Regions from separate parts of the Sus scrofa genome. Here all the other regions are linked to region 5. A link is a contact called in public Hi-C and HiChIP or PLAC-seq data. All regions are on one chromosome and are shown on one strand. Each heading gives the region's core, a stretch centred on a gene start, on an enhancer-like site or on the middle of the called end of the contact. The rest is flanking DNA. Distances are from core to core; before and after follow the strand shown. Region 1 overlaps FOXO1 (forkhead box protein O1). Region 2 has its middle 190 kb from the start of FOXO1. Region 3 holds the start of FOXO1 (forkhead box protein O1). Region 4 has its middle 210 kb from the start of FOXO1. Region 5 overlaps LOC102159588 (a long non-coding RNA gene). Region 6 has its middle 160 kb from the start of FOXO1. Region 7 has its middle 120 kb from the start of FOXO1.

Region 1 (2,700 bases), core at 126-2,625, 390 kb before region 5:
TACGTCTTTAAAACGCAGGCATGTTATTTTATGGATGCTGATGTCCTAATCAGTACTGCAGCCCCAGCTGACAGTGCTTGAGGTAACGCCACCCGCAATCTCATTTAATCTGCGCAAGCGTCCTGTAAATGTAGGCCCAGTTAATCCATTCAACAGGTCCTTGAGTGTCTACTTGGTGATGGAGCTGGGAGGATGCTGTGCACAAGAAAACAGCTGAGGCCCCCGCCCCCTGCACTCATGCAGCTCACAGTGTAGCGGGGAGTTAGACATGGCAGAACCATAGGTGTGGTGAGTCAGCCAGGACTTAGGTTAGCTGCAGGATAGGGTGGGGTTCTCAGAAAGTGCTTCCAGAAGGAAAGGACACTTTGGCTGAGATAGAAATTGTGGGGAGGTGGGGAGTTCCCGTTCAGGCACAGTGGAAACGAATCTGGCTAGTATCCATATGGTTGCGGGTTTGATTCCTGGCCTTGCTCAGTGGGTTAAGGATCCAGTGTCGCTGTGAGCTATGGTGTAGGTCACAGATGCAGCTTGGATCTGGTGTTGCTGTGGTATAAGCTGGCAGCTGCAGCTCCGATTCCATATGCTGCTGGTGTGGTCCTTTAAAAAAGCAAAAAAAAAAAAAAATTGTGGGGAGGCGGCAGCCTTTGGCAGGAAAAAGTTGAGGTCCTGGACAGCCCTGTGTGCATCATCTTCTGTCCTGAGTGGATAGATAGGTGGACTTGTTCCTTCCCCAGGTAGATCATAAAACACCTGGAGGGCAGACTCCGTGACTAATTCATTCTGATGTCCTTCACTATACCCAGCATAAATCAGTCCCAATAAAAGTTACTTGGTGTGAGTTGGTACACGAGTGGGTGGAGAAAAGATGTGGAAGGCATTATACCTTGCCTGTGATGTTTCAGGGATGTCAGTCAAAAAATGTTCATTGATTGAATGTGTAGAGCATCTGTTAGGGGCTTTGAGATTTGGAAATAAAAACACACTCTAGCCCCTTTCTCTTTAAGAGGCTTGGAATCCAGTCCATAGAGTGAACAAAGTGGAACACCTGAGCAGCAGAGCAGGTTGAGCAAGCCAGGGCACAGTGTGTCCAGGGCACCCCTTCCCCCTGGGAGCCACGGACTTCCAAGGGGTCAGGCCCCGCTTGGGGTGGCCAGGGACGCCAGTGGCAGGTGGCAGCGGGGCGAGTGCGGAGGAAAGCAGCTGCACACCAGCAGCCAGCCCCGGCTGCAGAGGAGGACAGCTCGTGCAGGGGAGTTGCCGATTTGTCCTTTTCTCTAACGGTCTCATGTAGAAACTCGGGGTTTGGGTAAGTGATTCACAGTGCACGAGTCTTCTGTCCTCACACCCAGCCTCTCTCCTCACGTGGTATTTGTTCACGGTTGAAGAACTGAACAGCTCAGAGCACTGCTGGTTGCGTGTGACTTTCTGCACAGATCACAGTGAACCGTTCTTTCCCTGCCTCGGCTGCGTCCGCCTCGGCTGGCAGAGATTTGCAGACGTACCATCGTTAATAGCGACACATACGTTTACAAGCTTTACCTATTCAGCACCCCCCTACTCCGACTTCCCTCCCCCCAATTGGAAATCATAGCTTCTTTAATGTCCTACTGGCTGTGTGAAAAACAGGAATTTATGTAACAAGCCCTGCATAGCAAACCTTTTCCTGTTCGGAAAAAAAAAATTTTTTTTAATTGTTGGCAAAGTTAAGAGACAGCTCTGTTGCTCAAAGAGCGACCTGAAATGTCCTCTTAGGAAAGTATGTAGCATAATGTTTTGATAAGTAAGGGATTGCTGTGAGGCCTTTTTTTTGTTTTTGTTTTTTTGTCTTTTTGGTACGTCTAAGTGCTAATAAGTTAGTGTATGTCCCACCTGAGTTAGTGAATATACTTCCTGATCTTTGAAACGATTTCATGGGTGCAGATTCTGCGGTCTTGTTAGAGATGGCCCCTGGTTGCAGTTGCAGATGATCTGATGTAATTAAGTGTCTGTAGGGCAGCGCCAGCCCCTCCCCCAGGCAGTGCAGACAGACGGTCAGGAAGCCACTATCTAGGAAGATCTTCCCCTTTTATCATTAACTAAATGTGACAGGGACCGGAGTCAAACTTCCTTTCCTCCAGAGATCTCATCGAGGCTTATCTGTGAGTCTATTGTGTTCAAAGAACAAGATAGTCGGGATGGAATATTGTGCAAATGCCCAGACTTTCGGCTACAGAGCTTGTCACAGGCTCATTCCAGGTCTCTCCTGGGGCAGGCCTGCGGCTTTAAGGAGGACTGCAGAACTTGGTTTGCTAGTGTTGGCCGGCCCAGCAGAGGAGGCTGTGGTGTGTGCATGTGTGTAAGAACAACCTTCCCATAGGGTCTGGGGAATGTTCCTGGGGTCGAAATAGGACATGAGAGGAATGTAGTGTTCAGCCTTTTTTAGGGATTCTCGTATGTACCTGAAGACCTCAAAGCTGGTCTAGAGTTCGGGATGAGATCTGTAAGTGGGAAGGGAAGAGGAGAATCAGAATCTTGGCAACAGAAGCGAACCCTCACTGCCATCCACTTCCGCACCGGCCTAGCATCCCTCCCGAAGCCCCCATTCAGGGTCAAGGCTGACCCACACTCATCCGGGCCCTGGCAGAAGGGCTTGTCACATAGCTGCTGTGTTGCAATCCTTGGTGGAATGTAGTACAGAGGGTCAGAGGGCGTGGATTTCTC
Region 2 (2,700 bases), core at 160-2,659, 280 kb before region 5:
TCATGAGGTCCAGTTGGGTGTGTATGCACCCTGTGAATTGTCCGTGCAGTGCCTGTGACGGCCGTAACGAGAGGGGAGGTCTAGGCCTGCTGTTTCATGCCGCAGGGAGAGACAGCCCCTGGGTTAAAGATGACGAGCAAACCTTTCTTCCACGGGGTTCTCATCTTTATCCGGCTCTCTTCTCTATCGTTCTTTCCTCTTTCCCATTGTTAATTGGTCCCCTGACTGCACATCAGCCAGAGTTATAAACTGCCCCCTTGGTAACCAGATGCCTCTCAGCTGGGGCTTTGCCGTTTGGGGATTTTATTCTTACCATGATGTGAGTTACACCAATGAATTCCTGCTCCTGGGCTTTGTGAACCGAGTAGAGGTGCTGATGGAATAGTGTCCCGCACATGTTCTTCTTTAACTTATTTATAACCCATCCTTTTTCACTTGTCTGTCCTTATCAGAGTCAGTGTGGACTTGCTTGGGGGTAATCCTGGGCTGCTGCCCTAGCAAGTGGCCAGGGCTGATCCTGTTACGCTCATGAAGTGGTCGTGCTGAGTGATGGGCCACCTGGCAGATCTCATTGACCTGTCCTGCCCAGCCGCCCAGTTCAGGACACCTTTTCAGCCTGGCCCGTTGCTCTAGGGTGATGACATTTCAGATGAAATTCCTGTTCACAAGTACTTTAAATCAACTGAAGTAAATTCCAGACTTAATGCCAGAAGTGAGAGTGGATTAGAAATCTCATCGAGCCGAGAAGATCCTGAACATGCGAGTGGGGAGTCACTCATCCTTCAGTTGAACTTGAGATGCATCTGGACCTGTCCTGCCATAGTCTTCTTTGAGATCAACTTAGGATCTAGCTGATATGCTTATTTGAAAGTTTTGCTTTAGTTATCTATTTAATGAAAGTGATGGGAAATTTATTTTTTGTGAGCAAGTATTCGTCATGTCAGATAATTTTTTCTTTATCAGAAATCATCATATAAAGGCAAGATTTAGAGGACGGTGTCCCTGTTTGCATACACAACAGGGTCCACTCTACGTGCGTCCAGTAGATGTGATTCTCCATAGCCAGCCTCGATCACCTGTTACTCAGTTTGAGTCTGGAAATGCCTCTCTCGGGCTGATGGAACACTCAGTCATTTCAAAAGGCATCTGCATGTGAACAGTCATGACCATACTGTTTTCCCCCTGCTATAAATCCCTTAGGAAGGAAAAGAAGCCATGAAACCATGCAAATTTTGAAAAAGCGTTTGGATGGGTTAAAGCCGTTACCTGCAATGGAGAAAACATGGCAGTGTCGATTGGATGGTTAGCACTCTTTGTCCATGAAGGAAACGTATCTAGGCCTGGGGAGCAGGAAACTCAAAGGGGAAGCTCTGATTGTCACATTGAATTGCTTGCCAACCCTTTGGTAAGCCTTGGCGGGCTTCCAGCTCCGTCCTGCCCCAGTCTGACCTCTGGAGCCTGTGAGTGCTGGCACACTCCGAGTACTCGATGGCATGAATGGCCAGTGGCCAGTGCCATCTGAAACTTCAGTCAACTTGATACCAAAGGTTAATCTCGTCCACGTGAATCACGCCATCTGTAATTTGTAGCACGTACTTTCTAGCGAAACCCTTTTTCCCTATGAGACCTGTTGGTTCCTGTTTTTAGCTATGGCTCACAGACCTCTTTAATTTATGAACTCTCCTTTTTTGTTTGGTGTTTGCTTTTAAATATTTTTAAATTATAGTTGGTTTACAATGTTCTGTCTATTTCTGCCATACAGCAAAGTGACCCCGTCATACTTATAGATACATTCTTTTTCTCACATTATGCTCCATCACGTTCCATCACAAGTGACTAGATACAGTTTCCCAGTGCTATACCACAGGAGCGCATTGCTTATCCACTCCAGATGAAATAGTTCCTATCTACTAACCCCAAACTTCTAGTCCATTTCACTCCCTCCCTCTCCCCGTTGGCAACCTCAGGTCTGTTCTCCATGTCCATGAGTTTCTTTTCTGTAGATAGGCTCATTTGTGCCATATATTAGATTCCAGATATAAGGGTATCATATGGTGTTTGTCCTCTTTCTGACTTACTCACTTAGCATGAGAATCTCCAGTTCTGTCCATATTGCTGCAAGTGGCATTATTTTGTTGTTTTCTTATGGCTGAGTATATTCCATAGAAGTGTATATATCACATCTTCTTAACGCATTCATCAATCAATGGACATTTGGGTTGTTTCCATGTCTTGGCCATTGTGAATAGTGCTGCAATGAACATAAGAGTGCATGTGTCTTTTTCTTTTTCTTTCTTTCTTTCTTTTTATTACTCAATGAATTTATTGCATGTGTCTTTTTCAAGGAAAGTTTTGTCCGGATATATGCCCAGGAATGGGATTGCTGGATCATATGGTATGAATTCTCCTTTTTTGTTTGTTTGTTTGTTTCATTTTTGTTTTTTTAGGGCCACACCTGCGGCATATGGAAGTTCCTAGGCTAGGGGTCGAATTGGAGCTACAGCTGCCAGCCTACACCACAGCCAACACCAGATCCAACACCAGATCCAAGCCTTGTCTGAGACCTACACCACAGCAACGCTGGATCCTCAACCCACTGAGCGAGGCCAAGGATTGAACCTTTGTCCTCATGGATACTAGCTGGATTCATTTCCACTGCGCCATAGTGGGAACTCGCGGTAGCTTTTTTTCCCCTCTCTT
Region 3 (2,700 bases), core at 164-2,663, 470 kb before region 5:
CTTCCCTGTCGCCCCTGGACTGACTTAGTGGACAGAGTCCGGGTTCCCGCCCAGGGGTAGAGGTTCCCACGGAGGGCACGAGGGCTAGGACGCCTGTGGGTCTGAGGGTGCGTGGGAAGTAGGACTATCTGCAGCCCGCGCCGAGCCCCCTTCTCTCGCTTCCACTCTTTCAGGTCAAGAATGGAGGGAACCCGGCTGGCGGGTGCTGGGCCGGACAACGGGCCCCCGGCTACACTCGACCTCAGAGGCTCAGCCCTCGGGCGCAGACAGGTGGGTTCCGGTCGCGGAGGCGGCGGCCAGGGCGTCCTCCGCGCGGACACGACAGTCAGAGCCCGGGCCCCTGGAGGCGTGCGCGGCTCGCGCGGGGCCCGAGGACTCGATACATCGCAGGAAAAGGAAAAAAACACAAAACAAAAACAAAACCCACCGACTTCCCCGCGTTTCTCAGCAAAGGAGTCGAGGGCGGAGTCGAGAGGGGGCGACTGAGCAGAATTCCGCGAGGCCGCCTCCGCCCGCCCACTCAGCGCCCCCGAAGCGCCCAGCGTCTCCGGCCCCCGCCCCGCCCGGCTTTGGGCCCGGAGCGGAGGTCGAGGGCAAGCGAGCGACTCGTTCCACTCGGGCTTCCCGAGTACTCGGTTCTGCTCCCCGGTAGTAAACAAAGTGTCGCCGCCGCCTCCACGCTGGTTTGCCTCACAGCAATCAAAACACTGAGAGCGGAGAGACTCACAGAAACATTCGAAAATTACCAGAAAATAATAACAGAGAGCCAAAAAAAAAAAAAAAAGAGTGAGGGAGACTGTGCGTGTGTGAGAAAGAAAAAAACACCCCACTACCCCCACCAACCCACTGCCACCTCCCGCTGGAAAACCAGCCCCCGCCCAGGCCGGCGTCCACTGGCTGCCTGGGCGGTGCCGCCGCGAGCTCATTGGCTGCTGGGGCTATCAGTCAGGGGCGGGCAAGCGCGCGCGCCGCCGCGGGCGGGGGGCGGCGGCAGATCCCGTAAGTCGGGCGGCAGCGTAGTCGCAGCAGCAGCCGCCGCTGCCGCCGCCGCCGCCGCCACATTCAACAGGCAGCAGCGCCGCGGTCGCGCCGCCGGGGAGAGTGAGCGGCCCGCGGCGCCCGTCCTTCCTTCGGTTTTCGGGCCGTGTCAGTAGGAGCGCGACGCTGGCGCTGCCTGGGCTGGGCGACTCTGGCCTGCCGTCCCGTCCGTGCAGCGGACCTGGAGGAGCCTAGATGTTGATGGACCCGCGAAGTTAAGTTCTGGGCTCGCGCTTCCACTTCGCCGCCGCGTCTTGCTCCGGGTTTCCGTCCGCCCGCGGCACCGACCTCGCCCCCCAAAATCTCGGACCGGCTCTTCGCGCCCTCTCCCCTCAGCTCCTGGTGCAGCGCCCTCGCACTTCTTGGCAATCCCGCTGCTGGGGGAGGGGCGGGGGTCACCATGGCCGAAGCGCCCCAGGTGGTGGAGATCGACCCGGACTTCGAGCCGCTGCCCCGGCCGCGCTCGTGCACCTGGCCGCTGCCCAGGCCGGAGTTTAGCCAGTCTAACTCGGCCACCTCCAGCCCGGCGCCGTCGGGTGGCCCAGCCGCGAACCCCGACGCTGCCGCGGGCCTGCCCTCGGCCTCGGCGGCCGCTGTCAACGCCGACTTCATGAGCAACCTGAGCCTGCTGGAGGAGAGCGGGGACTTCCAGCAGGCGCCCGGCTCCGTGGCGGCGGCGGCGGCGGCGGCAGCCGCGGTGGCGGCGGCGGCCGCCGCTGCTGCCACCGGGGGGTTGTGCGGGGACTTCCAGGGCCCAGAGGCGGGCTGCCTGCACCCGGCGCCGCCGCAGCAGCCCCCGCCGCCCGGGCCGCTGTCGCAGCACCCGCCTGTGCCCCCCGCCGCCGCCGGGTCGCTTGCCGGGCAGCCGCGCAAGAGCAGCTCGTCCCGCCGCAACGCGTGGGGCAACCTGTCCTACGCCGACCTCATCACCAAGGCCATCGAGAGCTCGGCAGAGAAGCGGCTCACGCTATCGCAGATCTACGAGTGGATGGTCAAGAGCGTGCCCTACTTCAAGGATAAGGGCGACAGCAACAGCTCGGCAGGCTGGAAGGTGAGTGGCCTCGGGGCGCACGGCTGGAGCGGGAGGGGGGCACGGGAAGCCCTGCCTCCGCCTTAGGTCGGAGGGGACGGCTGTGCAAATTTGCTTGGCTTGAAAGTGCAGGGCACGCGGGCAGCGCGTGCAAGAAGCATCGGAGGTGGGTGGTGGGCTTGCCTCGGACCCGTCGGAGGATTGGAATAAACGTCTGTGTGTACGCTCTCGTGAGAGTTGGAGCGGGAGCGGGAAGGGGCGAGTTGGGACCGAAGTAGTGAAAAAAGTACGCCAAGAAGTGGACCTCAGAGCAACCAGAAAAAAAGTTCTCCAGTGAACGGAGAGCGGGGTTCACTGCGACCTGCCCCCCCTTCTCCACGGCCCGCGCGAACTCCTGCCGCTGCTCCTTTCCCTCCACGACCTCAGGGGTGAGGGCGGCTCCCCTCCTCCCCCGCGGCCCCCCAGCTCCCCGCCGCCCCGCGGAGCCGTTTCCGCAGCGCTGGGCGGGGGAGGCCGCTGCGAGGGGCCTCGGAGCCCCGCCGCTGGGGGACGGGGCTGCAGGTGGAGGGGACAGGCAGGGCGCGAGGCAGCCGGCCCGTGGAGGTTGGCCGCGCGGTTTTTGGAGGCCGTAT
Region 4 (2,700 bases), core at 131-2,630, 260 kb before region 5:
ACAGCAGCATTCTGGCTCTCTCCCCCCATCCCTGGGTTATCTTTCTAAAGGAGGGTTAGCTACTTTCCATTTCCCCAGACCAGCAGTAAGTCCCATTTAGATCCAAGTCCAGGCCAGCCTATTGGCAGTCATGGCCTTATCCGAGCTTCCAGCCCATCTCCAGATATTTCCTCACCTGCATGTACCAATATTCCAGACACATCCCTCCCTCTCACGCCCCTGCCCCTGATGTCACAATCGCACCCCTTACCTGAGTTTATGCCTCTCACGTGCCTATATTTTCAAGAGCCTTTGCAGACATAGTCAAAATTCTGCCTTCTCCAAGTTCACATCCTATATTCTTCATGATGGAATTATTTCTCTAATAAAACTTTATTTGTACATTTAGTCTAGTCACCATTTAATTTTTCTCTGTATTACAGATATATATCATTATATACATATTATATACTTAATAAATATTTACATTTACAAAATATAAATATATATTTATTTACATTTTGTATGTCTTATGTTGTAATCACATATATAATATAAACATGTGTAATTATTACTTTTAAAAATTTTATTAGACTTACGACTTTAGTCGTTGACTTACAATGTTGGGTTACTTTCAGGTGTACAGCACAGTGAATCAGTTATACGTACACATATAGCTATGCTTTTTCAGATTCATTTCCCATAGAGGTTATTACAGAATATTGAGTGAGTTCCCTGTGTGATATAGTAGGTCCATGCCGTTTATCTATTTTGTATATAGTCGTGTGTATATGTTGATCCCAACTGCCTAATTTATTCCTCCCTGCTGTGTTTCCCCTTTGGAAACCGTAAGTTAGATTTTGAAATCTATGAGTCTGTTTCTGTTTTGTAAATAAGTTCTTTTGTACCATTTTTATTACATTCTACATATAAGTGATATTGTATGATGTTTATAATATTACTTTTATTAATGCAATGTCTCCATTATTAGATTGTGCTCTTTTTAAGGATGAAGCTATGTCTTACTCTGTATCCCAGTCTAACCTAGATTTTTAGCCCCTCAGTAAATGATCTGAATCATATTGATTCAGTAGAGTTTGGGGCTAGGAAGTACTTTTGAAGCATTAAATGCCCTCTGATTACAGTCATTGCTGGTGTAAGAGGGTGACAGTAACATGCTTGTAACAACCTGGAAATCAGGTAGCTTTCTGTTTCAGAGGCAGCAGGCACTCTTTAAGTCATCCAGTGGTCCAGAGTATTTCCCAGCCTCCTTTGCAGTTAGGTTGGCCAGGTGACTAGCTCTGGGCAGTGAGGCGTGAATGGGAAATCAGTGGTCACTTTGGCTGAGGCTCTTAGGAGCCAGCCCTCTCTTCCGTCAGCCTGTAGCCACGTGTGAGATGTAGACCACAGGATAGATAGAATCTGGATCCAGACTCACCACATGGAGAAGGGCTCTGCCATCTCACAGTAGATCTTGCAAGGATACAAAATAAATGTTGTGCTAAATCTGTGAGATTTTGATTTGCTTGTTACCTCAGCATAGCCTACCTCATCCTGACTACTGTATATTCTCAGAGTAAAATCTGGGGTTTGATCGGCTGTTTGAGAGAGCAAAGTCAGAAGCGATCTGTCTGTAAATTTGCTGGCATCAGACATCACTTTTGCGATGATTCAGAGAATGAGCTCATGGAGGCAGAAATAGAATATGACTGTAAACAAACACACAAACAAACACCTGAAAGCTGATCTGTTGTGAGAGACCGTGTTTCAGAAGGAGGGGGGGCTGTAGAAAGGGAGATGAAGAACCAGAGGTTGGTCACCTCCTGGAAAGACAATGTCTTGGCTGAATGGGGGGGGACGGCGTCTGGGCCTCTTGGAAGATGAAACTGTACCATAGAGATGGACTTGGCAGGCTGTTTGGGCCGGATGCCATTTCACAGATTATGTAGCCTCCTGGTCCTGGTGTGAAGCCATGTTTGCACTAGAACCTCCTGAAGATACTGAATTTGCCATGAGTTTGTTCAAAAGAGAGAACACCAGCATTGTTTCTAGCTGATTGAATCAACAGGTTGCTCTTACTGCAAGTGAATTCTCTAGCAATCTAGTTATGTGTATCAGTCTCTGAGAGGCGGTAAGTGCATTCATGACAGATGGAAATGAGGCCTGATCCACTTGAAACCCACCTCATGAGGCCTTTAGGCAGCCAGGTGGGCAGCCAGCCAGCCAGGTCTCAGACCCTCCCCAGGCTCCCTGGCTCAGCATTGCTATGGGGGGCTGTACATGGTGTAGCATGTGTCCCTAACATGCAGCCTTCAGATGCTTCCAGAAATGGAGTTGGTTGGGAGACATAGGTAGCTTTGTCTGGATGATCTGATGAGTCTTTACATTAAGATCAAAGGCCTCAAAACACCCCCTTAGAGAATCTTCTTGAAAATAAGTTTGGTTGTGGAATCGAGAAACACATAGACCCAACCACAAGCAGAATTGATTTTTGTTTATTTCAATGGATTTTAGGGAGAGGAGTCATGAAAACATACTCTAACTCTGCCATTTCCCCCAGAAACCTCAAAGGTACTTTTAGCTCATCAACAACAGGTAGAGCTGCAGCTGTGTGTTTGAAAGCTACCGGCAAATCCGTCCTCAAATAAATAGTTGTTTCTCACACAAGAATCATGCTGTGGAGATTGTCAGTTCTCTTTGTTCTCCTTTCTGGTTCCAGAC
Region 5 (2,700 bases), core at 193-2,692:
CCTGAAAACTCAGCCTTAGGCCCTAATATGGTCTTTGATAAGTAAATATTCATTGGGAATGCAACCCTCAAAGTACAGAGAACAAATGGTCCTGGGTTCATTGAGCCGTCCAAGTCCCAAATACTATGGTAGAGACACAAAGGTAGAATTATCAACAGGTCTTAACTTTCCTGGCTTCAAGAGTGTATCAGAGTTTAGGGAGTGGTGATGTATGATAATCTCATTTTCCCAAATTAAAGATTAGGGGCCATGGTAACCTGTGTGGTCTTACAAACCTGAGAGTGGGATTATTCTTAAAGTCCCGGGATGCATGCATGCTCCTCTTTCCGCGTGAATTCCGGACTGTAGCCAGGCTGATCTCGTCGTCCCTAACCTTGGCCCCACATCTTCCTGCTGCCTCTCTTGAGCTCATGCAGTGTCCCTTTCTTGGAATACCCTCCTTTCTATTGTTCTAACTATTGAAGCCTAACCTTTATCCAAGACCCAGTTAATATTCTACTTCTTTGTGAAGTCAACCTAAACCATCTCAGCCCACAATAAACTTTAGAATACCTCTAGCCCTTATTGTTTACACTCTTACTTGGCATTTAACAGATGCCAAGGCGGCATTGCAGACCTACTTACGTAGTACGGATCCCATTTCCCCAATTACACTACGGCGGGGAGTGATCATACCACATGCATCCTTGCGTTCACTAGACTGGTTATGGGATCAGATCCATGTAGGCTCTCCTTAAATTTAAGATGTTAATGAGAATGTGGATATTGTCTTTACTCTTTTTTTTTTTTTGGCGGTGGGGGGGTGCGGTGGTGGTCAGATTGTCTCCGCTTTTAGCCCATTCCGTGATGTGTATGAGAAATCTGCCCTTACGTGGTGGAGGGGAAAAGAAATGGTGTAGGCTCTGAATCCTGCTTATGTCTTTGACATTGAAAATTGCAGTGATGACTGTTGTCAAAGTTATCTCTTGGGATAACATCTCTTTAAAACCAGGTGTCTCAAATTCAAATGCTTTCTGAGGGTCAGTCAAGTAACCTAGTAGGACTGTGCCCACCCAGCTCCATTTTCTTGCCCCGAGGGAACACAGGGCACTAAGCCACGCCTGTCCATCAGAGCTGAGTGTGTTCAAGCCCCAGCGTGTGCCCAGCTCTAACTCCATTCACAATCCATGGTCTTTGAACTCACTGCTGGGCAGCTTGATCTCTTGTTAGAGCCCTCTTGCCACCCTGCCTTAATGCAAATGCCTGTCTGGACCCAAATGCAAAGACCCGTCTCCAGGTCTACCCTGACCGAGGGTGACCTCTTTGCACAGAGCCCAGTTGATTCTCAGTTATCGATAAAGTCTCTCTGAGGCAAGGCTTTTTGTTGACTTCCACCTCTACCCCGAGTTTGGGAGCCAAAGGTGCTCATCAAACCCCAACTCTCTGCTGCCCTCCACAGGCCATTGACCTCATTGCCTTTGCCATTTCGTCTGGTTAACTCTGGCTCCCAGGCGATACAAAGGTCTTATAGCCTGAGATGGATCATGTATTTTTGTGCCCAGTGCTTTTGTGTGTGTGGTCATTCATTTCTGTTCAGCTTGTGTGTGGATAGGTTCTTTCTTCTTGACTTACTTGCAGTTCTTATAGGTACATTCTGGGTTTTCTTCCTTCCACACCCACCATCTTTTCTCCCCCTTCTACTTAAAATAGCAGCACCATGAAATACAAGTCAGTTATTTTGGTAAAGATAGTATGGTTTAACTGAAAGCTTGTGATTTTTGGAGTAAGAAAGATCTGAGTTTTAATCCGGACTCTACCAATGACTGGCTCTATGAACTTGGGCAATATTTTTCTGTTTTGTTCCTCTCTAAAGAGGGCATTATGTAATAATATGCAAGCAAAACTGACTCATAGATAATGCTTAATCCTGGGTTTTCCCCCTCTTCTTCGTGAAGTCTTTTCACTTTGAGTAAGGTCGCCAGTCTTGCTATAGAAATTAGCAGTCACTGTGTGGGAGACGTTTATCATCTCCTTCCCCCACCCTCCCCCGTCTTTGTTGTCTTCAGACTATGGCCTCTTAGGTTCAGGAGAGAGAATACACATTGGGCAGATGTTTCATCAGCAAGCCCAGCACTTTCTCCGAGCACCGACTGATGGATCTTACTTGACCTGCCAGCTCAGGAACCATCCTTTGACTGTGAGCCTTAACCCTCATGAAATGTTACATGAAAACTAGACAGACTGCTCTGTCCTGCTGAACAAAACTGGGTCTGGAGGAGCTCCCTGGAAGGCTAGGGGCTAGTTTTTCAGCATAAGAGCCACATGTGATTCTATTAGTGACCTCAGTCCAGGGCAGGACCTTATCCCCCTGACCAGCTGTTGAATTTTCACTGCCTCAGAAATTTTATGGACCTTATCATGCAATCATCAGAAGAGCCTTGTGTGTTAGGCTCTTGTTCCCATTTTATAGATGAGGCAACCGAGGCTTGGAGAAATGGAAGTTACTTTCTGAAGGTTATATAGCTAGCCAAGGTCAAAGCTGGGATTTGAACCAAGGTCTGACCAGACACAAAGTATTGTGTTCCACTATGTCTAAAAACCAGGGATTCTGAGAGCCAGCCCGCGGGGAGGGGTAGCCTGGAGGGGTACCCCTGCACGGGTATCTTCACGGGGCTCTTCACAGAGTCCCGGTGTTCCCACCTCATCGCTCGCTGGGGGCTC
Region 6 (2,700 bases), core at 83-2,582, 310 kb before region 5:
CCTCCTTGGCAGGCTCCTCAAAGCCGGCCTGGCTCCCCTGCGCCCTGGAGAGCCTGCAAAAGGCTCTTTTTGTTCCCGCTGCTCAATGGGGACATCCTCGGCGGGGCGGGAGCTGGAGGACACTCGAGGCAGGGCCACTTGGGTGGGGAGCGGCAGGGGGCCGTGAGCTGGGGAGGGGTCCAGGGCTGCAAGGCGGCTGGGAACTGTTCCTGGGAATAGTGGTTAAGAATCCAGACACACGGCCTGATAGATCCTTTTAGAGGCTGGAGGCAAAGAGCGCTTATGCTTTTTTGGTTGCTTTTATTTGTTCAGTTGCATGGCAGTGTTTGGTATACAAATAACACCTCAGCTCTGTGGCGGTGGGTCCTTAGGAACAGACAGAGGGAGAAATTGCCTGGGAATGCAGGGACTTCAAGACATGGCACTTTTTTAAAAAACAAAAAACTTTGCTTCCGGACCTCAACTGATAATTTTTCACAGAAAGGTGGGTTTGTCATCACTTCTGAAGTAAAGGCCATCTGAGGCTCGTATGAGCGTGATTAATACCAGAGTCCAGCTTAGAAATCACGGGGGACGGCCCAGAAAACGTTGTCAAGCAAAAATACCATTTCTGCTTATAGCAACACAGAATTCTGGGCCCATGAAGCAATCCCTGAGGTCTGTTCCACCCTTTGTCTCTGGCAAACATTTTTAATCGAAATCTTTTAATAGGGAGCTTGATGGCTCTAATTCATTTATGTTAATCTCTTAAGATGTCTTGACTTAGCTATTTATTTATAAAAATTGATCATAAAATATCTCTGAACCAGCTAACGGTTTGTATGTTTTCTCTAAAATATAAAAAGTAAATTTTACTGGGACCCGATGAAAAGTGAATTAAAGCGATTCCTTAAGTACAGCAAGAATGTCGGGGGAAGAAAATGCATGATTTCTCTCTTGAACAATTCTTAGTAAGCTTAAAAAAAACCCAACCAAACAGCAACAACAAACTAAACAAAACAATAACAAAAGACCTCTCCAATACTGTAGTTGGTCTCTTAGCACCCAGTTTTCTGACCTAACTTGTCACCCAGTGTTTAAGTGGATTTGGGCATTATCTTGCAAACATACCATTTCCAAGGAAGGTCGGGAATTGGTTTGCTTTTGCCACGCATTTACAAAGCGGGCTATCGAACTGGTTCACAAGCAAAACAGAGGCCCTGGAAAGACGATATGCCTTCCTTCCTGACGCAGATATTTCAGGATTGGGGAAGCAGGGTTTCCTGTGTTCTCACAAGGGGTTGAGATAAAGAAGCCCCGGGCAGTCGCAGAAAGAATTGAGCCTGGACTGAGCTGGAGGCAGTTGTTTGCGTGTGCCTTCTCCGAGAAGATGCATGTGGACAGGATGTGACGTGGGGTGGGGTTTGGAGCCGGGAGGGTTCTCTCGAAGCCGGTGCTGTTAGCTCCCGAGGAAGCTCAGCGTTTCTCCTCCTCCTTCCTTCCCCCGCCAGACCCCGCGGTGCCAGCCTTGGTTGTATGTCTGACCTCTGTCTCCTTCACACCAGGGGAGCCATCGTGGTGCCCTCTGGGAATGTTTATTTAGTCTACATTTTTGTTCCCCTAGTTTCTAGGCTCCACTAGAGGCAAAACAGAGAAGTAGGTAAAATTTGCCTTCTGTATATTTCCCCATCCTCATCCAGTTTCCCTTTCTGTGTTTTGCCCCCCCCCCCCCCCACTTCCCATTGGCTGTGCTGCAGCTTAGGAGCCGCTCCTGCCTGAATGAAAGTCATTTGAACATTTATTTCATCCAAAGATACTGGTGTCTGGTAACAGAGGCCTCTTCCAGATATTTACTGCATTTAAAAGAAATCTATGGGAGTTCTATGTGGCTCAGTGGAAACAAACCTGCCTAGTATCCATAAGGTTGCAGGTTCGATTCCTGGCCTGGCTCAATGGGCTAAGGATCCAGCGTTGCTGTGAGTTGTGGTGTAGGTTAGGTCAGCAGCTGCAGCTCTGATTTGACCCCTAGCCTGGGAATTCCATATGCTGCAGGTTTGGCCCTAAAAAGGAGAAAAAAAAAAAAAAAAGACGTCTATGAAAGAAAGATCAATAGCTACCAGATGTAATAATAATACTGATAGTAATATACCCACATGGAAGGAGTAATCCAATAACATAGTAAGAAAAAGTTTATGTTTATTGGGTGGGCAGGAATAGATGGAAAGAAAATGGGAGGAATTATAAGAGGTAATGGATCCTACTTGATTTCTGAAGCTAATTGAGAAATAGACGTTTAAGTATCTTATTTAAAATGGGAAAGATAACCACTATTTCAACTGAAATTCAGACCTTATAGTAAAAGAAAACAGGAAATATAAATGTAGCATTAAAAGTGAAAAAGAGGAGTTCCCGTCGTGGCGCAGTGGTTAACGAATCCGACTAGGAACCATGAGGTTGCGGGTTCGGTCCCTGCCCTTGCTCAGTGGGTGAAGGATCCGGCGTTGCCGTCAGCTGTGGTGTAGGTTGCAGATGCGGCTCGGATCCCGCGTTGCTGTGACTCTGGTGTAGGCCAGTGGCTATAGCTCCGATGAGACCCCTAGCCTGGGAACCTCCATATGCCGCGGGAGCGGCTCAAAGAAATAGCAAAAAGACAAAAAAAAAAAAAAAAAAAAAAAAAAAAAAAAAGTGAAAAAGATATTTAAGATACTAGTATCAGGACAC
Region 7 (2,700 bases), core at 107-2,606, 350 kb before region 5:
AAGATACTTGACCCTAACCATAGGCAAGTCAAAGAGTTTAGGGAAAGAATGAAGGCAGAACTTGAGGCTCCAAAAAATATTTCCCTTAAAACCAGTTAAGTGCCTGGAGTCTTTGGAAAGATTTCATTTATCTGGGGGCATGCACCCTCTTTTGAAGATCCTCCTATGGAAAAGGCCAGAAGGCATCCTTAATAAGGTGGCATTTGATTAGAGACCTAAAGTAAGTAGAGTGGAATGGTATACGCACCTAGGGGAAGAGCACTTTAGATGGAGCCAAAGGGCAAAGACCTTGTGGTAGGAGTGGTCTTGGAATATTCTGGACATAGCAAGAAGGCCAGTGTGCATTGCTGCAGAGTGAATAAAGGAGAGGGTGGTAAGATATGAGGCCAAGATAAGCAATGTGGTCCTGCCTTATAGCACAGGGAACTATATCCAATCACTTGTGATAGAACATGATGGAAAATAATATGACAAAAAGAAGGTGTATATGTGTATGACTGGGTCTCTTTGCTGTACAGCAGAAATTGGCAGAACACTGTAAATCAACTATAATTAAAAAAATTTTTTTTAAATTATGAGGCCAGAGAGGCAATTGGCATCATGTTAGGTCTTGGAGGCCAAGGTAGGCACGTGGGATTATCTTCTGGGTGATATGGGCTGTGTTGCTCTCCGTGGGAGGGTTTTGAGCTTTGGGTGACATAACCTGGCTGCTATGTGGATTACTACATAGAGACATCAGTGCCTTTGTCATTTCCCCATAGTTTTGTTAATACTTCTTTCCGGGTTCACAGTTGAGGATGACAGTTGTAATGGCCTATGATGGTGCACATACTCTGACCTTGAGGAATTTGGGCTGCCGTCTCGGTCTGAGTGTGGTTTCTCAGCTTTATTGGCCTTGGAACTCTTGTATTCATAAGGGAGCCACCTCCTTTCTGGCTGCCATCCTGTTGCCTTTGAGCCGTCAACATTGGGGTCCGAGGGGCAGAGAAGTGTGCTTGGGTCCAGCTGATGACCTGCAGATCACGGGAGCACGAATGCTCTTATAGGTCAGTTCCCAGGACACAGACCCTGATGCCCAGGCTTGCGTGGGGGACGCTTACTGCAGAGTGCTCTGTGGCCATTACTGGTGAGGGGTAGGGGAGCAGGCCTGGGTAGAAGGAAGTGCTGGCCTGTGAGGCAGTGGCAGCAGAATCCTTGGCCATCCTAAAAGGGGAAGGCCCTTTTGAGTCTTCTCCACTGATGCTTGAGGCCTGGGCCTTAGTAATTTTTACATCATCTGGTCAGTGGTCATGGGAACCCCCTAGAAAGGGATTGTGAACTCGGGCCAAACGTAGTTTCTGGAGAGTGACTCAGCTGTAAGCTCCCAGCAGCCAAGGCCCCAGGCGCCCTGGGCCGTGAGTGTCCCGGTGTTGAAGAGGGGGTCCCCCTCCAGTGGGTCAACTGGAAGAGCCCTTTGAAGATCATCTCCTCCCCTCTAGAAACCACCCTCGTGAAGCTCAAGACACTGAGGCCCCGGCAGTGGTGGTGGTGGGGGGGTGCTCATGTGCTTTATCTGGTCCTCACAGCTTCCGGTGTGAATTACAAAACAAAAACATGACTTTACACTTAGGCCTTATTTTCCAAAGGAAGGAGGGCCTAAAATCTTTATTCTTAATTTTAAAAAGTATTTTCGTATGTCAGCAGATAGTTTGTGGTGGTCATTAGTGCCGTATCTGTTTATTTATTTATTTTCAAGAAACAGCTCTTTTACTTCCAGACAACCACGTGGACTCTTCAGGCGATCCCTGAGTTCACATCCCACCTGTTCCACACCCATGGTTTCTCTCATCGCTGCACACGCTGTTCATTACGATGAAAATCCATTCTATGCCCGAGGCCGTGATAGGAGTCGATTCATAACATTGAGATAGTTGCAACCAACACGAAGGCCATTGCTCAGATAATGTCACTTGCTTTGCCTGGGGGGTTCTGTCTTCCTGACATCACTGTGAAAGGAACATCTCTGACCATCCAGCAGAAATGCTCCATTGCTTGCGAAATATTTTTCCCAAAAAGGAAATAGGATAAGACCAAAACAACCAGGTTTTGTAAAGTGTGGATTGAATTCAGTAAACCAACTGTAAGAAGACATTTTGGAGGCTATGGGGAAAGTAGAATACATTAAAAAATAATATTAAGGAGTTCCTGTTGTGGCTCAGCAGGTAAAGAACCCAACACAGTGTCTGTGAGGATGTGCCTTCCATCCCTGGCCTCGCTCAGGGGGTTAGGATCCAGCATTGCCGTGAGCTATGGTGTGGGTCACAGATGTGGCTCAGATCCTGTGTTGCTGTGGCTGTGGTGTAGGTCAGCAACTTTAGCTCCAATTCCACCCCTCGCCTGGGAACTGCCATATGCCACAAGTGTGGCCCTAACAAGAAAAAAAGAAATAATATTAAGTAATTATTACTACTTTTCTTAGGAGTGACAATGGATCTGTCATCATGTTAAATTTAGGTCTTTATGGATGAAAATCAAAACTGAAATTTACAGGTAAAAATAATATGTAACCTGGGAATTGGCTTAAAATACTCCAGCAAATAAGAGGAATGGATAAGACAAGAATGGCAAAATGTCGATAGCAGTTGGAGCTGGGTTGTGGTATAGGGGTGTTCATTTTTACCATTTTCTTGACTTCTGTGTGTGTTTGAAATTTTCCATAAC

Evidence for each region. A called contact is a pair of places that touch in the nucleus more often than the background predicts. HiChIP or PLAC-seq counts read pairs in DNA pulled down with a chosen protein or histone mark.
Region 1: a contact with region 5 is called in an H3K27ac HiChIP or PLAC-seq map of alveolar macrophages. The contact joins two enhancer-like sites. A contact is called at or near these places in 3 of 47 Hi-C or Micro-C datasets (liver and skeletal muscle) and 1 of 2 datasets of contacts at active chromatin or transcription factors (alveolar macrophages).
Region 2: a contact with region 5 is called in a Hi-C map of skeletal muscle, with 3 times the contacts expected there. The contact joins two enhancer-like sites. A contact is called at or near these places in 1 of 5 promoter capture datasets (liver), 1 of 47 Hi-C or Micro-C datasets (skeletal muscle) and 1 of 2 datasets of contacts at active chromatin or transcription factors (alveolar macrophages).
Region 3: an H3K27ac HiChIP or PLAC-seq map of skeletal muscle shows a contact between it and region 5, with 17 times the contacts expected there. The contact joins the promoter of FOXO1 here to the enhancer-like site in region 5. A contact is called at or near these places in 2 of 5 promoter capture datasets (fetal liver and liver), 24 of 47 Hi-C or Micro-C datasets (alveolar macrophages, blood, embryonic fibroblasts and 11 more) and 2 of 2 datasets of contacts at active chromatin or transcription factors (alveolar macrophages and skeletal muscle).
Region 4: an H3K27ac HiChIP or PLAC-seq map of skeletal muscle shows a contact between it and region 5. The contact joins two enhancer-like sites. A contact is called at or near these places in 1 of 5 promoter capture datasets (liver), 1 of 47 Hi-C or Micro-C datasets (fibroblasts) and 2 of 2 datasets of contacts at active chromatin or transcription factors (alveolar macrophages and skeletal muscle).
Region 6: an H3K27ac HiChIP or PLAC-seq map of alveolar macrophages shows a contact between it and region 5. The contact joins two enhancer-like sites. A contact is called at or near these places in 2 of 2 datasets of contacts at active chromatin or transcription factors (alveolar macrophages and skeletal muscle).
Region 7: an H3K27ac HiChIP or PLAC-seq map of alveolar macrophages shows a contact between it and region 5. The contact joins two enhancer-like sites. A contact is called at or near these places in 2 of 47 Hi-C or Micro-C datasets (embryonic fibroblasts and epiblast stem cells) and 1 of 2 datasets of contacts at active chromatin or transcription factors (alveolar macrophages).

What each region holds. Positions count from the first base shown.
Region 1 is chr11:15,324,231-15,326,930 of Sscrofa11.1, reverse strand. All of the region lies in intron 1 of FOXO1 (forkhead box protein O1), which reads left to right. Among named protein-coding and RNA genes, the nearest start is that of FOXO1, 84 kb to the left of the region's middle. Within about 2 kb of position 1,375, at least 31 of the 83 cell types and tissues checked have an H3K27ac peak or open chromatin away from gene starts, as enhancers often do. A contact at or near this core is called in alveolar macrophages, where this site is marked.
Region 2 is chr11:15,219,335-15,222,034 of Sscrofa11.1, reverse strand. No RefSeq gene overlaps it. Among named protein-coding and RNA genes, the nearest start is that of FOXO1, 190 kb to the left of the region's middle. Within about 2 kb of position 1,409, at least 7 of the 83 cell types and tissues checked have an H3K27ac peak or open chromatin away from gene starts, as enhancers often do. A contact at or near this core is called in alveolar macrophages and skeletal muscle, where this site is marked.
Region 3 is chr11:15,408,772-15,411,471 of Sscrofa11.1, reverse strand. It overlaps FOXO1 (forkhead box protein O1), which reads left to right and starts at 1,413. Exons shown (of 3, transcript XM_021065269.1): 1 at 1,413-2,089. The coding sequence starts at 1,439. LOC102160118 (a long non-coding RNA gene) reads right to left here and starts at 839. Exons shown (of 5, transcript XR_001299536.2): 1 at 428-839.
Region 4 is chr11:15,199,446-15,202,145 of Sscrofa11.1, reverse strand. No RefSeq gene overlaps it. Among named protein-coding and RNA genes, the nearest start is that of FOXO1, 210 kb to the left of the region's middle. Within about 2 kb of position 1,380, at least 1 of the 83 cell types and tissues checked has an H3K27ac peak or open chromatin away from gene starts, as enhancers often do. A contact at or near this core is called in skeletal muscle, where this site is marked.
Region 5 is chr11:14,935,948-14,938,647 of Sscrofa11.1, reverse strand. The region is part of intron 2 of LOC102159588 (a long non-coding RNA gene); the gene reads left to right. Among named protein-coding and RNA genes, the nearest start is that of COG6, 360 kb to the right of the region's middle. Within about 2 kb of position 1,442, at least 11 of the 83 cell types and tissues checked have an H3K27ac peak or open chromatin away from gene starts, as enhancers often do. A contact at or near this core is called in alveolar macrophages, fetal liver and skeletal muscle, where this site is marked.
Region 6 is chr11:15,249,858-15,252,557 of Sscrofa11.1, reverse strand. No RefSeq gene overlaps it. Among named protein-coding and RNA genes, the nearest start is that of FOXO1, 160 kb to the left of the region's middle. Within about 2 kb of position 1,332, at least 29 of the 83 cell types and tissues checked have an H3K27ac peak or open chromatin away from gene starts, as enhancers often do. A contact at or near this core is called in alveolar macrophages and skeletal muscle, where this site is marked.
Region 7 is chr11:15,289,572-15,292,271 of Sscrofa11.1, reverse strand. No RefSeq gene overlaps it. Among named protein-coding and RNA genes, the nearest start is that of FOXO1, 120 kb to the left of the region's middle. Within about 2 kb of position 1,356, at least 4 of the 83 cell types and tissues checked have an H3K27ac peak or open chromatin away from gene starts, as enhancers often do. A contact at or near this core is called in alveolar macrophages, where this site is marked.